2 separate regions of the Hordeum vulgare genome follow, and region 2 is linked to region 1. A link is a contact called in public Hi-C data. All regions are on one chromosome and are shown on one strand. Each heading gives the region's core, a stretch centred on a gene start, on an enhancer-like site or on the middle of the called end of the contact. The rest is flanking DNA. Distances are from core to core; before and after follow the strand shown.

Evidence for each region. A called contact is a pair of places that touch in the nucleus more often than the background predicts.
Region 2: a contact with region 1 is called in a Hi-C map of leaf, with 3 times the contacts expected there. The contact joins the promoter of LOC123452427 here to the promoter of LOC123397172 in region 1. A contact is called at or near these places in 2 of 6 Hi-C or Micro-C datasets (leaf and seedling).

What each region holds. Positions count from the first base shown.
Region 1 is chr5H:535,078,348-535,085,234 of MorexV3_pseudomolecules_assembly, reverse strand. It overlaps LOC123397172 (U-box domain-containing protein 38-like), which reads left to right and starts at 2,272. Exons shown (of 2, transcript XM_045091823.1): 1 at 2,272-2,870; 2 at 2,962-2,965. The coding sequence starts at 2,272. The coding sequence ends at 2,965. It overlaps LOC123452423 (transcription factor MYB4-like), which reads left to right and starts at 6,113. Exons shown (of 3, transcript XM_045129070.1): 1 at 6,113-6,387; 2 at 6,502-6,631; 3 at 6,818-6,887. The coding sequence starts at 6,252. It overlaps LOC123452424 (a long non-coding RNA gene), which reads right to left and starts at 715. Exons shown (of 3, transcript XR_006632599.1): 1 at 249-715.
Region 2 is chr5H:535,322,856-535,329,528 of MorexV3_pseudomolecules_assembly, reverse strand. It overlaps LOC123452427 (eukaryotic translation initiation factor 3 subunit C-like), which reads left to right and starts at 1,430. Exons shown (of 4, transcript XM_045129073.1): 1 at 1,430-1,531; 2 at 2,040-2,104; 3 at 2,227-4,026; 4 at 4,477-5,745. The coding sequence starts at 2,081. The coding sequence ends at 5,433.

The DNA of each region.
Region 1 (6,887 bases), core at 1,023-3,522:
CATTTATTCTCCACTTGATCTAAAGATCATTCGTCCACTGAAACTGCAATCTGCATCAAATCCCACGACACAATTCTGTAGTCAAAATGCCCAATCAATCATGGTTGTGTCAAAGATAAGGCAAGGATGATCCCAGTAAGCATTTAAGAGAATTGTGCTGCTGAAGAAGATACGAAAGACACACTTATCAAAATTTCTCACGGGTAGGAAAATCACAAAAACGAAGGAGGGGATCAAGATTGACGAACCTTTGACATCATGTCCTGAAGTACGGGTTGTTGGCGCTCCCCTCATCCTTGTACTTGTTCTACTCAGCCGCACGCACCCTCGATGTAGCCACCGCCGAGATGTTGTAAGGACGTCATGCGGGTCGGCGGCCTGAGGGCAGGGGTCGGACTCAGGGCGGGCGCTCTCCTCGGAGAGCTCACCGGCTCCCGCGGCCCTTCTCTTCATATCCCTGCAGCGGCGACGGAGGTGAGGGTGGTTGCGCCCGGTTTCCCGCGACTTGGGGATCGCCGCGGCGGCGACGGCGGTGGGGGTGGCGGTGCGCATGATCGTCATCGGCAGAAGCGAGCGAGGGGACCCCCTTCTCCTTGGTCCCTCCGCTGCGGTCCTTCCTCGCTCAGGCGGCGACGATATTTTGCAGGGGAGAGATGAGATCGGGAGCGAGGGGTGGGGGAGAGGGGAGAGGTGGGTGTGGTACGTGTGGGCTGGTTTTTGGGAGTGCGAGCGAGATCGAGTGGTTTTTTTACTCTGTGCGATCGAGGGGGTGGGGATGGGGATCGATAGGTGGTCGAACGGTAGAGGGTTTTCTTTTTGAACCGGTTTTTTTCTGTATCTAATCTATTGGTTTTTGGAGGGATGGAAAAAGTCGGTGGGCCTGCTAGCGGTGGCAGTGCTAGCGAGGGGCGATTTCTCGTGGTCGAACAATCACGACAGACGGCAGATCCCTCTTTAATAGTAGAGAGATGTTTTAGTGTTTACTTATTTCCATAGAGGTTGTACATTTTAAATATATATTTGAAAAAAATATAAATATCTTACATTTTTCAAATGCATATTGTTTTTCAAAAACACATTTTAACTCTTTTGAATACATTATTTAAGTACGCACTGGAACATTTTTTAATGATAAAAACATTTTTCCTAAACTATTCAATATATTTTTTACATTGTAGAAACATTATTTTTTGAAAATGTCACGGACATATTTCTAAAACTTATAAATATTTTTAAAATGTAATTTACATAATTTTAATGTGCAACTCATTTTTTTAGTTATAGAAACATTTTTTACAATGTACTCCCTTCGGTCTTAAATATAAGTCTTTGTAGAGATTTCACTAGTGACTACATACGGATTATAATGAATGAATCTCGCTTTAAAATATTTCTATATACATCCATATGTAGTCCGTAGTGGAACCTTAAAAAAGATTTATATTTCGAAACGGAGGAAGTATAAACACCTTTAAAAATTGTCACATAAATCTTCTAATTGACATTGTACATCTTTCATATACATCATATTTTTTCTATACATGTTTAACATTTTTGAAATGCAAGATAAATATTTTTTTAATTATGTAAAGTATGTTTTGTAATATATATATTTAGAATATAGCTAAATATAAAATAGTTAGAAAATAAAACAAAAAATTGAATAAAAAAGGAAGATAAATAACATCAAATAATAACATGATCTCAGCTTAATGATTGGACATGGTCACTGGGCCGGCACGAAACCTGCTCCGTGCAGGGGAGTCATGGTAGGACCCACAGCGGGCGACACATATCCGCCCGGCTTCCGCCCCCACGGAAATCTCTGGGAGCTCTTGTTCGGCACTTTAAGCAGGTTGCTGGCGCGGACGCCGATGGAAATTTGGGCTGGCCCATTATACACAAGCGCTTCGCTCGATCGCATGCAGGTCACTCCTTCATTCGATCGCTGGATCTTTTTTTTTTTTGTTACTAGCAAAAGGACCCGTGCGTTTCAACGGAAAAAAATAATACCACATATTTTTAATTAAAGAATTTAGAGAAAGAAATTAAAGAAAAGAGATAGTAGTATTGCACAGTCCATTAGGCGTGCCAATGCCCAGCCTTACCCACTCCTAAATCCCCTAACCTAGCCCGTGACACCACATAGTAAATTTGGCCTCGCGCTCAACAAGGAGAACCGCGCCGCCATCGGCGTGCTGGGCGCGGTGCCTCCCCTGTTGGACCTCCTGACCTCCCCCGCCCACCACCCGCGCGCGCCGCGACACCGGGATGGCCATCTACCACCTCTCGCTGGCCGCCGTCAACCAGTCCAAGGTCGCCCGCTTCCCGGGGGCATCCAAGGCGCTCCTCAGCGTCGCGTCGAGCGCCGTCGAGCCCATGCCCATCCGCAGGCTGGCCCTCATGGTGATCTGCAACGTGGGCGGCTGCTCGGAGGGCCGCGCCTCTCTGATGGACGCGGGCGTCGTCGCGGCCGTGTCCGGCAGCCTCCTCTCCTCCCACGACGTCGCCGAGCTGGAGGAGTGGTGCGTGGCGGCGATCTACGCGCTGAGCCGCGGCAGCCTCCGGTTCCGCAGCCTGGCGCGCGCGGCCGGCGCGGACAAGGCCCTCCGCTGCGTGGCCGAGGAGGGGACCCCCGGCGGCGTCCGGCGCGAGATGGCGAGGAAGACGCTGCGCGCCATGCGGGGCGACCTGGACGAGGAGGCGGACCTGACCGGCAGCAGCCTGGAGTGCGGCGACGGGGACGACTACGGCGGGAGCATCGTGTCGGACGGGTTCATGTCGTTCCAGTTTAATTACCTAAAAGATAGGGGCTTTTTAAAAAGGCAGCGATGGGTTTTTCGACGGAAGTGCAGTTCAAAATTTCACAGGTCTTCTATTTTAATACGGCTTGCATGTAGATTTAATACGTACAAAGAATCAGTCAAGTGACCTTCAGTTTCATCTCTAATCCTGATTTAGTTGACGTGTCCATTCCCAACCCGGATGAGTACCGGTATGAAAGAAAGACGAATAATGACTTATTTATTAAGATTGCACCCTAGATAGTATTTTTATTAAACATTTAACAGATAAAATAATATCATATTTAAATTCTACATATTTTTCTAATCAAACTCCATGTATAATATGTTAAATTTGGAGTTACGGTTTAAAAGATATGAGTATTTAAAAAAATATTTAATATATACTACGAGTTTAATGTCATAACCAGTAAGGGCTTTTTTTGTAAAATCACCTCGATGGGTTTTCCGATGGAAGCGATAGCCTCTTTATTATTAGGTAAAGATATCAGATGAAAAAAAGATTGGTTGTTGACTGATGACTCTTACATAAATGTTCACCAAAAATCGAAAAACAAATCAAGTATCGAATTAAAAAATCATCAATTTTGAAAAAAAATCAAATTCGAAAAAGGTTCATCAATTTTGAAAAACCAAAAAATTCATCGTATTTCGAAAAAAAAAAGGTTCGTCAAAATGGAAAAGGTTCTTCAGTTTTGAAAAAAAGTTCACGAATTTAAGGAAAAAACAAGAAACATAAAAACAAAAATGGAGAACATAGGCGGGCATTTCATGTATGTAGAAATGAAAAACAAAACACATATATACGCATGAAGATGGCGTAGTGGTTAGGGCAGTCGACCCGAAGCGAGGAGATCGCGGGTTTCGAACACTGTCACTCCTATTCCCGAACCAGTTTTGAGTTCTCGAACAGGACAAAAAACGTAAAAATGGCCCGGCCAGGAGTTGAGGCATAGTGCATGCTGGTTTGCAGGTTGAACTGCAACCAGCGCCTGAAGTGCCAAATAGGGTCTGCCCAAATTTTCCAGGTTTCTAGCACGTCATATTGGTACATGCTGCAGCAGTTGGGTCTGGAATTGCTCCGTTGCCAACTGGTCGCTCATATCATAAAAATGGGCCATATTAGCCAAAAAAAATTGGCATCTAACCTCGACCATGCAGGCCACATCTACCTCAGCCCAGTTACTCCACAGCCACGCTAAACAAAACTGGTTTGCAGTCCTCTTACCAAAAAAAAAAAACGCTCAAAAAAATGTTCTCTTACAAAAAAAAAAAAAAAAAAAAAATGTCTGCAGTCATCTCGAGGCATCATGCTTCGCTGTCTCTTTTATTAGTAAAGGTATATAAAAGATGAGCAAATTCTCGTGTGAAATAGGGTAGTCAGCTAACTGACAAACTTTGTCTAATCACACCCACCACTTGAAGTTACTTTCGGAGCTCCCATTACAAGTTACTTTCACAGAGATCCTTCAGAATTCGACTGACGGCTAATATATTCATACTTTTCCCACAATTTCCGCAACGTCGTTTTCTCGTGTCCAGACTCGCTTCATTCGGAGCTCTTCAGCCTTCACATGAATGGGCACCGTGACACCCGTTGTAAATTAGGAATCAGAAACCAAGTCTTCAAAAAGAACAGTAGAATTTTCAACCCTAATTAAAGTGGACAGAAGCTCAGTTTGTCTGGCTATTCAATAACCATTTGAAAGGCTAAAAACTTCGGCAGACAAACCTTTTGCGTGTTGCAAAAAAAAGGCTGAAAACTTCAAAGGAAGAATAGATGTGTATATACTACTTCAAACATCAAAACTATCCTCTCTGAATGACCAAAGATGAGAAGTAAAAAATGCAAGGTACCATTCTCGCAGATTGTCATTTTCAAATCAATACAGTAATCCATTCAGCTATTTACCAATCCCAATAATCCTTTTCACAAAAAAATATCATTACAGGAACACAGCTCGAAATGTGAAACATAAATATTACAGGTTCGTTAAATAGATGGACACACACAAAAAGTACCACCAAATAAAATCTACCCTGATGCAAGCCAGCCTACATCATCATGCATACCAGTGACATCATATTACCCTACCATTGATAGTGACTGAAGAGACCCAGGGGGAAGGGGTCAATAAGTAATAAATGACAATGGTATACTTCAAACCACTTCAAATCAAGCAAATTATTTGACTTTAAAGTTCTCCGCAAAGTGGGCATAATAGAGGCACATTAAAATGAAGGGGATATGACAGAATACTTACAGAGTTGCCCCTGGGTATCCCTGAAAGGCACTCGCACATCAAATGGCTCCAAGAGTATAGCTTAAAGTTTTTACAAGGAGCCAGTATGAACAGGACAGCTGCCAGCAAGAATCAGAGAAGATGCAATCTAAAGGTCAGATCATGCTAATAAACTATTGCATGATGTAATACTATATTAGGAATTGCCAGACATAGACGGAACTTCACGATAAAAGCACCTGATATAGTATAGATAGCAATAAGATGTTGTGGTTGTTGTTCATGTATGCTAATGCCGACTTATCATGCTTTTACCAAATGTTGTGTCAAAACAAAAAAAAGGACGGTTGCCACCCACCATCCAGAAGAGGAAAATATTTAGCAGTATTTATGGCATCCACATTTAGAGACTTCTGATGTACAATTAGCGTGCCATTTCTTGGAATATCAATTCAGGGTATATGTGAATCTTTTTTGAGAAAGTGTATATGTGAATGTTACTTCTTCTCTTCTATATAATGGAAAAAAGACTTAACTCCACTTCATAATACATGACTTGCTAAAACAATTGAGATTGGTCAAATGAAAGTAATACTGCCACATTTTTTCATGAAAAATATTTCACAAATTTATAATTATTTAACTTTTAAATTAATAACATGTTCATATGAAAATAACATTAAAATTTGCACCCAGGCCATTTGTATAACTGCATGCATATTTTAGGACGGGTCACAAGGAACGGCAGGAGTATTTTCCAAACAAAAATTAGCACGAAGATCAAACCACAGAATATGCAAGTAAAGTATATAGCCAAATGAGAAATAACGCATGAACCAATGGAAGCAGACTAGATAAGAAGATCTCACTAAAGTCCCTACGGTGCACCAAGACCAGGTTCATGGATGAGTCTTCAACTAGTGCTGATGGACGCATGATGGAGATTCTAATCCAAGGGAAACAACAATTAGAAAGAAAGCAACCAGATCAGACCACCACAAATTAAACCGTATTTTATTACCATCACACGCAGCCACCTTTTCCCATGTCAATAATACACCTCGTCTCTCCTGCCTGCCTTTTGAGCACATAAACCCACCGCCCTCACCATCATCATGCCTAACCAAGTTTAGGCCCTAACCAAAGCATCCTCCCGTCCCCTCTCACAGGAGAGCCCCGAAGCTAGAGGAGGAAGGATACCGCCATGGGGAGAGCTCCGTGCTGCGACAAGGCGAGCGTGAAGAAGGGCCCATGGTCGCCGGAGGAGGACGCCACGCTCAAGTCCTACATCGAGCAGAACGGCACCGGCGGCAACTGGATCGCGCTGCCGCAGAAGATTGGTATGTGCTCATCAGAATTGCCGAGTATGATGTACTGATGCTGCCAGTAAGGAGTAGTGATAATAGATAGAAGCTAATTAGGTGTGCGTTCTTGTGTCTCTGGGGCATCCGCAGGCCTGAGGAGGTGTGGAAAGAGCTGCCGCCTCCGGTGGCTCAATTACCTCCGGCCGAACATAAGGCACGGTGGATTCTCAGATGAGGAGGATAGGATCATCCTCAGCCTCTACATCAGCATAGGCAGCAGGTACTGGGACAGTTGGTCTCGCCCGTCTTGTCAATTGTATGATCAACTCTTGTATGATCAACTCAAGTATAGGATTAGCTGCAAACTGGTAGGCAGGCACATGGGTGTAGTACAATCTATTACCTATTACCTATTATCTATGATCTAAGTTCTAAACGTATCATGCATGCCTTTGGTTGGGCGTAGGTGGTCGATAATAGCAGCACAGCTGCCGGGGAGGACGGACAATGACATCAAGAACTACTGGAACACGAGG
Region 2 (6,673 bases), core at 181-2,680, 250 kb before region 1:
CGCCGCCCTCACCCGGTCTGCGCCGACGAACCGCGTCTTGAGGCTCGCCCACAGCTCTGCCGCCGTCTTCTTCGACGACACCTGCAGCAGGATGTCTTCGGAGAGCGCTCCGAGGAGGTATGCCCTCGCCGGCTTGTCCTTCTTCGCGATGACCGCCGCCGCCGAGTCCTCCGCCGAAACCACCGCTTCCCACAGCCCTTGCGCGTCGAGGTTCGCCTCCACCTTGATCGCCCACACGGTGTAGTTGTCACCGGTGAGCATCGGCACGGGGAGCGACACCGTGCTCCCTCCGGCGCCGTACGGGACGATGGACATGGTCGACGTAGTGGATCGCAACAAAGCTCTGTATACCAAATGTTGGGGCAGGCCTAGCTAGCTCTCTCTCTCTCTCTGCGGATGGAGGTAGAAGAAGGAGCAAGAGACAACAGAAGTTTTCCGGCGACGAACGCCTAGCCGCACGTACGGCTCAATCTTTTCTTTCTTCTCACACCGGCTCGCCCACTGGCAGCAATACATAACGGAGAGCCTTATACGCACGGCAAACGTGCTCTCCACTCTGCCGCTCGATCCGGCCGCGCGCACGACGCGCACAAACGCGCTCTACGCAGCTCATTCTATCCGATCGTAACAGCAGCTACTGCATGCACAACTCCTCCAGCTACGTACGCGGTAAGCTAACAAACTTCAACTCACGCACTACTAACAACCTGGCCAGGTGCCCAACTAACGACGCTAACATGCAGCCTAGCCAGAGCAGACTCAAAGTCGCATGCAGCTGCAGCACTCCTGCACATACAAACGCCACGACGGCCAGCACACCCAGTGCGCGCGCACACACTGGTCTCCACTGCTGGGTCGTGTTTTATTTTCCTAACATCACGAGCCACTTCGCTGGTTCATCCATGTCCGGGATTTCTTCTTTCCAAACAAACTCATGTGCCTCCTCTTCCTGCAGGGTCATCCTTGCCAGAAGCTCCTGTGTCGAGATCATCAATCGCTAGATCGGATCGTCGACTATCGTAGAAAGAATTCCGGCGATGGCCGCCGGAAGATAGAAAAACCCTAGGGTTTATTGCCTCGGGGAACGTAGTGCCCCGACCCCCAGCGATTTTAGTGGTAGCCTCGTGCCGGCGATGAGAATCACCGCCAGAGACCAGAGTAGAAGAAACCCTAAACAACACGGTAGTTTTTTTTAGCAAATACAAGAGGATGGGTACGGGGTGCGCTCGTATATATGCAGCTAATGTTCGCTGGGTAGAAAAATTGGAAAGAGAGCATAGGTCCAGCCCCCAGCCCATTTTACTCCAAACAATACGCCGACCCAGCCCACTAAGAGTCCACTTGCTTAAAAGAAAAAAAGCCCACCAAGAGTCCAGCGCGAAAAAAACTCTCTCATAAAAAAAACCCTTCCGAAACCAAACCCTAGCCCTCTCCGCCTTGATCTACAGTGCTTCCGCGCCTCCGCCTCCCACGCCTCCATTCTCCGCGAGATCCGAGCCTACTCCGCTCCGCCGACGCAACTCAAGGCAAGGTAAGATCTACCTGATCGAATTTCTCTCCGAGTTGGCATTGCATCCCGGCGACCAGCGCTCTCGGCCCCGCCGCCTCGTCGCGCGCCAGCCACCGCCGTGTCCCAGCCCTAGCCGCCGACGAGAGGACGGGCGCCACCCCGATTCCGTGGGATCTCGCGGACTCTATGCATAGCTGACCTGTCGTGTTTGGTCGCGCCGTTGCTCGTTCTATCTCACGATTCCTGAATTCAGTTGGTTTGTGTTCAGGTGATAGGTATAGATCTATGCTCATCGACGCCAACTTAGGTTTAACTGCTTCTGATGAGCTAATGTTTGTCCTGAGGTTTGATTGATCCATCTGAATCGGTCCGTATGCATGGTTCTGCTATTCCGCTAGGGTCAATTGCGTGTTCTGAGGATACAAGTTATTATTCTTTCTGCCAGCCTGTGGTTCAATTAAACTCCGTTTGCATTCTTCTGTAGTTTGTTCTGATTGTAATTCTTTCTCTACCTGTATTACTTTTGCAGAGCTTTGAATCTAGTTGAAGGAAAACAAACAAACAACAGCCATGGCATCTCGTTTTTGGGGACAGGTACTGAGTCGCCGACTCCAATTCTTTGTTTCATCCTTATATACAGTAACTAATATGTATAAATTTCATCCTTGTCAAATGCATTAATACCTTTATCTTCGTTCTGTTCCACCCAATATCAGGGAGACAGTGACTCTGAGGAGGAGGTGGACGAGATTGAGTCAGAACAAGGGAGCGATAGTGAAAAATCAGAAGCTGGTGATGGGGGTCGTGATGTGTCCAAGAACCGCTATTTGTATACAGAGGACAGTGACGACTCTGATACTGAGAGCCATCGTGTGATTCGCTCGTTGAAGGACAAGCGCAATGATGAGATGAAAGCTACTGCCGACCAGATGCGCAATGCAATGAAGATCAATGACTGGCTTAGCTTGCAAGAGAGCTTTGACAAGCTCAATAAGCAGCTTGAGAAGGTTGTTCGTGTCAATGAATCTACCAAAATTCCAAATAGGTACATCACAACTCTTGTATTACTGGAGGACTTCCTTGCTGAGGCTCTTGCAAAAAAGGAACCCAAGATGAAGATGAGCAGTAGCAATTTCAAGGCACTCGGTGCAGTGAGACAAAAACTTAGGAAGAACAATAAGCAGTATGTAGACCTGATCCAGAAGTGCAGAGATAATCCAGAGAGTTTTGAAGATGACATTGCAGATGACAAGGTTTTGGGTGATGACAGTAGTGATGATGGTACTGACGTAGATATTGTGGATCCTGAACCAGGTGACAGTACCGATGACAATAAGAGTAATCCGGGTGGATCCTGGGAAAAGAAGTTGAGCAAGAAAGATAAGACTATGGACAAACAGTTCTTGAAAGACCCCAGTGAGATTACATGGGATATTGTTGATAAAAAGCTTAAGGAGATTGTGGCGTCGAGGGGTAAGAAGGGCACTGGGAGAATTGAGCGTGTGGAGAAGCTAACCTTTTTGACTCGTGTGGCAAAAACTCCTGCCCAGAAGCTTGAAGTTCTTTTTCATGTGATTTCTGCTCAGTTTGATGTCAATCCTAGCTTACTTGGTCATATGCCGATCAACGTGTGGAAGAAGTGTGTTGATAATATGCTTCTTGTGCTTGATATACTGCAACAATATCCTAATATTGTTGTAGACACCTCAGTGGAGCCTGATGATAAGGAAACTCAGAAGGGTGCTGACTACGATGGAACGATCCATGTTACAGGTGACCTTGTTGCGTTTCTGGAGAGAATTGACTCTGAATTTTTCAAGAGTTTACAGTGCAGCGATCCATATACAAAAGATTATGTGCAGAGGCTTAGAGATGAACCCTTGTTTTTGGTGGTTGCACAGAATGTCCAAGATTACCAAGAAAGGGTTCAGAACTTTAAGGCTGCTGCGAAGGTTGCATTGCGTCGTGTTGAACTAGTCTACTACAAACCTCAAGAAGTGTATGATGCAATGAGGAAACTGGCTGAGCAGACCGAACTTAGCATGGATGATGGAGATACTGAGGCTGGTGAAGAGCATCAAAAAGCTGATGACAATAGGGGACCACCACCATTTGTTGTGATTCCAGAGGTCGTGCCTAGGAAGCCTACTTTCCCACCAAGCAACAGAGAATTGATGGATGATCTGATGTCTCTTATTTACAAGTATGGAGATGAAAGGACCAAAGCCCGAGGAATGCTGTGTCAGATATATCACTATGCAATCTCTGATGAATTTTCAGTGGCTCGTGACTTGACCTTAATGAGTCATTTACAAGATGGGGTTCAACTTATGGACATATCATCACAGATTTTATACAACAGGGTCATGGCCCAACTGGGGTTATGTGCTTTCAGGGCTGGTTTTATTGCTGAAGCTCATGGTTGCCTGTCTGAGCTATATTCATTTGGGAGAGTAAAAGAGTTGCTTGCGCAAGGGGTACAGCAAAGCCGATACAATGACAAAACTCCTGAACAGGTGAAATTTCTAGAACACACCCTTTCTTTGTCCCTTATTTGGGTAGCCACACACTGGCCAGTATGTTGTCACCTAGTCCTGCATAAAGCATTCATAGTTGGAAAAGTGCCACTATTGAGTTATTTCTGTACTAGAACAAGTCTGTTTACAGAATTCTTCGATGACTTTCTATTCATGCATTTATTTGTTATTTCATTATACTTGCTACTCCTCGTTCTTTTTGAATTTTCAAATACTTGAATCCTGATTCTACACAAAATAACTCTGATGTTTCATCCATGTTGAAAAAATTATCAGCTCTTATTCTAAGTATTTCCAAGATTGATATATCCGCTCCAGTTCTTGGGTTCAGCTACAGGATTTAATATGTAAAGCTGTGCTCAGAAGATATAGTTACTTTTGTGCTAGTGATCATCACTTTTCACACTGTGGTTACTCTTATTCTTGCAGGAAAGACTTGAGAGGAGAAGGATGATGCCTTACCATATGCACATAAATCTTGAACTTTTGGAAGCCATACACTTGGTTTGTGCTATGCTAATTGAGGTCCCCAACATGGCTGCCAGTTCTTTCGATAGACGGAGGCCTATGAGCAGAACATTCCGCAGGCTTCTTGAAATTAGCGAGAGACAGACTTTTGTTGGTCCTCCGGAGACTGTGAGGGACAATGTATTGGCTGCCACAAGAGCCCTCAGTAATGGTGACTACAAGAAGGCTTTCAGTGTCATCAGTTCACTCGATACCTGGAAGCTTTTGAGGAACAAGGAGCATATTCTTGAGATGCTGAAGCTTAAGATCAAGGAAGAGGCTCTCAGAACCTATCTGTTTTCTTACTCGTCTTGCTACGAGTTCCTGAGCCTTGACCAGCTCACAACAATGTTTGACCTCAGCGAGAAACATGCTCACAGCATTGTTAGCAAGATGATGATGCATGAGGAGCTTCATGCAAGCTGGGACCAACCAACGAATTGCATCATTTTCCAGAATGTGGATCAAACTAGGCTGCAGGGACTACTCTTCCAGATGGCGGATAGGCTTTCTGTCCTTGTGGAGAGCAACGAGAGGGCGTATGAGGCTAGGACTGGTGGCGCCCTTGAGGGTGCACCGCCCAGGCGCAGGGGTGGTGATGGTCAAGACTCGTACGGTTTGGGCAAGTGGCAGGAGAACTTTATATCATCACAGGGGCGGCGAGGCCGTGGCAGGTCAGGCTACGCCGGCCGAACCGGAGGCTCTGGTCGTGGTGGTGGCTACCAAAACGACAGGTTCCAAAATGACAGGAGTGGCCAGGGACCCCGTCGAGGCTATGGTGGTGGCGGTTCACGGTTCCATGATGGAAGGGCTCGCACACAGTCCGGTATGTCGTCTAGAGGTGATGGGGGTGCACGCATGGTGAGCCTGAGCAGGTAGAGATTAGAAGGAGCATACATACAGTAGACATATCAGAGCACATCAAGTTTTGAAGCACTCCATTAGGAAAAAGAAGTTTTGAGGCACTAGTTTTCTTCCATAAATTAGAAATCCTCCACCGTTCTGAACCTGTCAGGAAACTCAAATTGAGTTTTCTGATCTGAATCTGTTTGCTATTTTTTTCTTGGTAGCTTTTGATCTGAATAAACTCAAACCTAGTTTTCTGTTTTGCATTGTGGGAGCGAGGACCATGTGCACACTCCTACATTTGACAAAAAGGTTTACCCTATGCAGTGGTACTTTTTTTGTTTAGAATGGACTTGTGGCTGATTTTGTTGCGATTTATAGCGGTTCAAGTCCTAGTTCGAGAATCCGATTCTGACAGTGAAGACAATCCACCACCTGGTATCCCAGTCTTGGTGCCAACCGAGTGTTTTGGTTTATGCTCCCTCCGGTTCTTTTTAGTACTCTGAGACAAATCTAATACACAAGGTAAAAAAAACATAAATTGATTTTTTATCCTCTGCGTGCCTGTAGGTCGATTTCTGACTTTGTGCTGTTACTGTCCAAAATGTTGAAACACGCTGCGCTAGTAGGAAAAATCGGTTCCAGACTTCCAGTGGCCGTTGTTTATTCCGGTCGAGTGCTACTTGTGTCATCCCGATTCGGTTGGCTCGCCCCGAGTTGGATATATGCCGAACAGACCTTGATGCGTGGTTGCTTATCATGTCAGCTGTTGAAACTCGTTCGCTGCAACATAAGAGTTGCGCGAACGCATCCTATCCAAACACAACCCAGCTACTGCATTGGTAGCGCCTTTTTATTCTGAAATGCTAACTGACGGACGTTCAATATTTTGGCTTCTACCAACAAACGTATTGGGTGCCGTTGGGTGTGTCAAACAGTTTGCCAGGCCAGCTTTTGAAACGCGTTTGTTACAACATAAAAGCTGCGCGTACGCATCCTATTCAAACACAACCCGCCTGCTGCATTTGCTAGCGCCTCTTAGATCCTCCACGGAGACCTAGTATTGAATCCCTGTTCATCTTTCTTTTACTAGTTAGCTTGCACGTGCAACGCATGTCATAAATTACTAATCTATATAATATATCATTAATCTTCTTAAAATTGGAGGCCTCTTATTCAATTGAGGTCATCAGTTTAGAAATGGGTCACTGATTTTGACCGGGTCAACAATCTTTCACTCAATTATTTTAGTTAGCCGTGTTTATTTTATTTC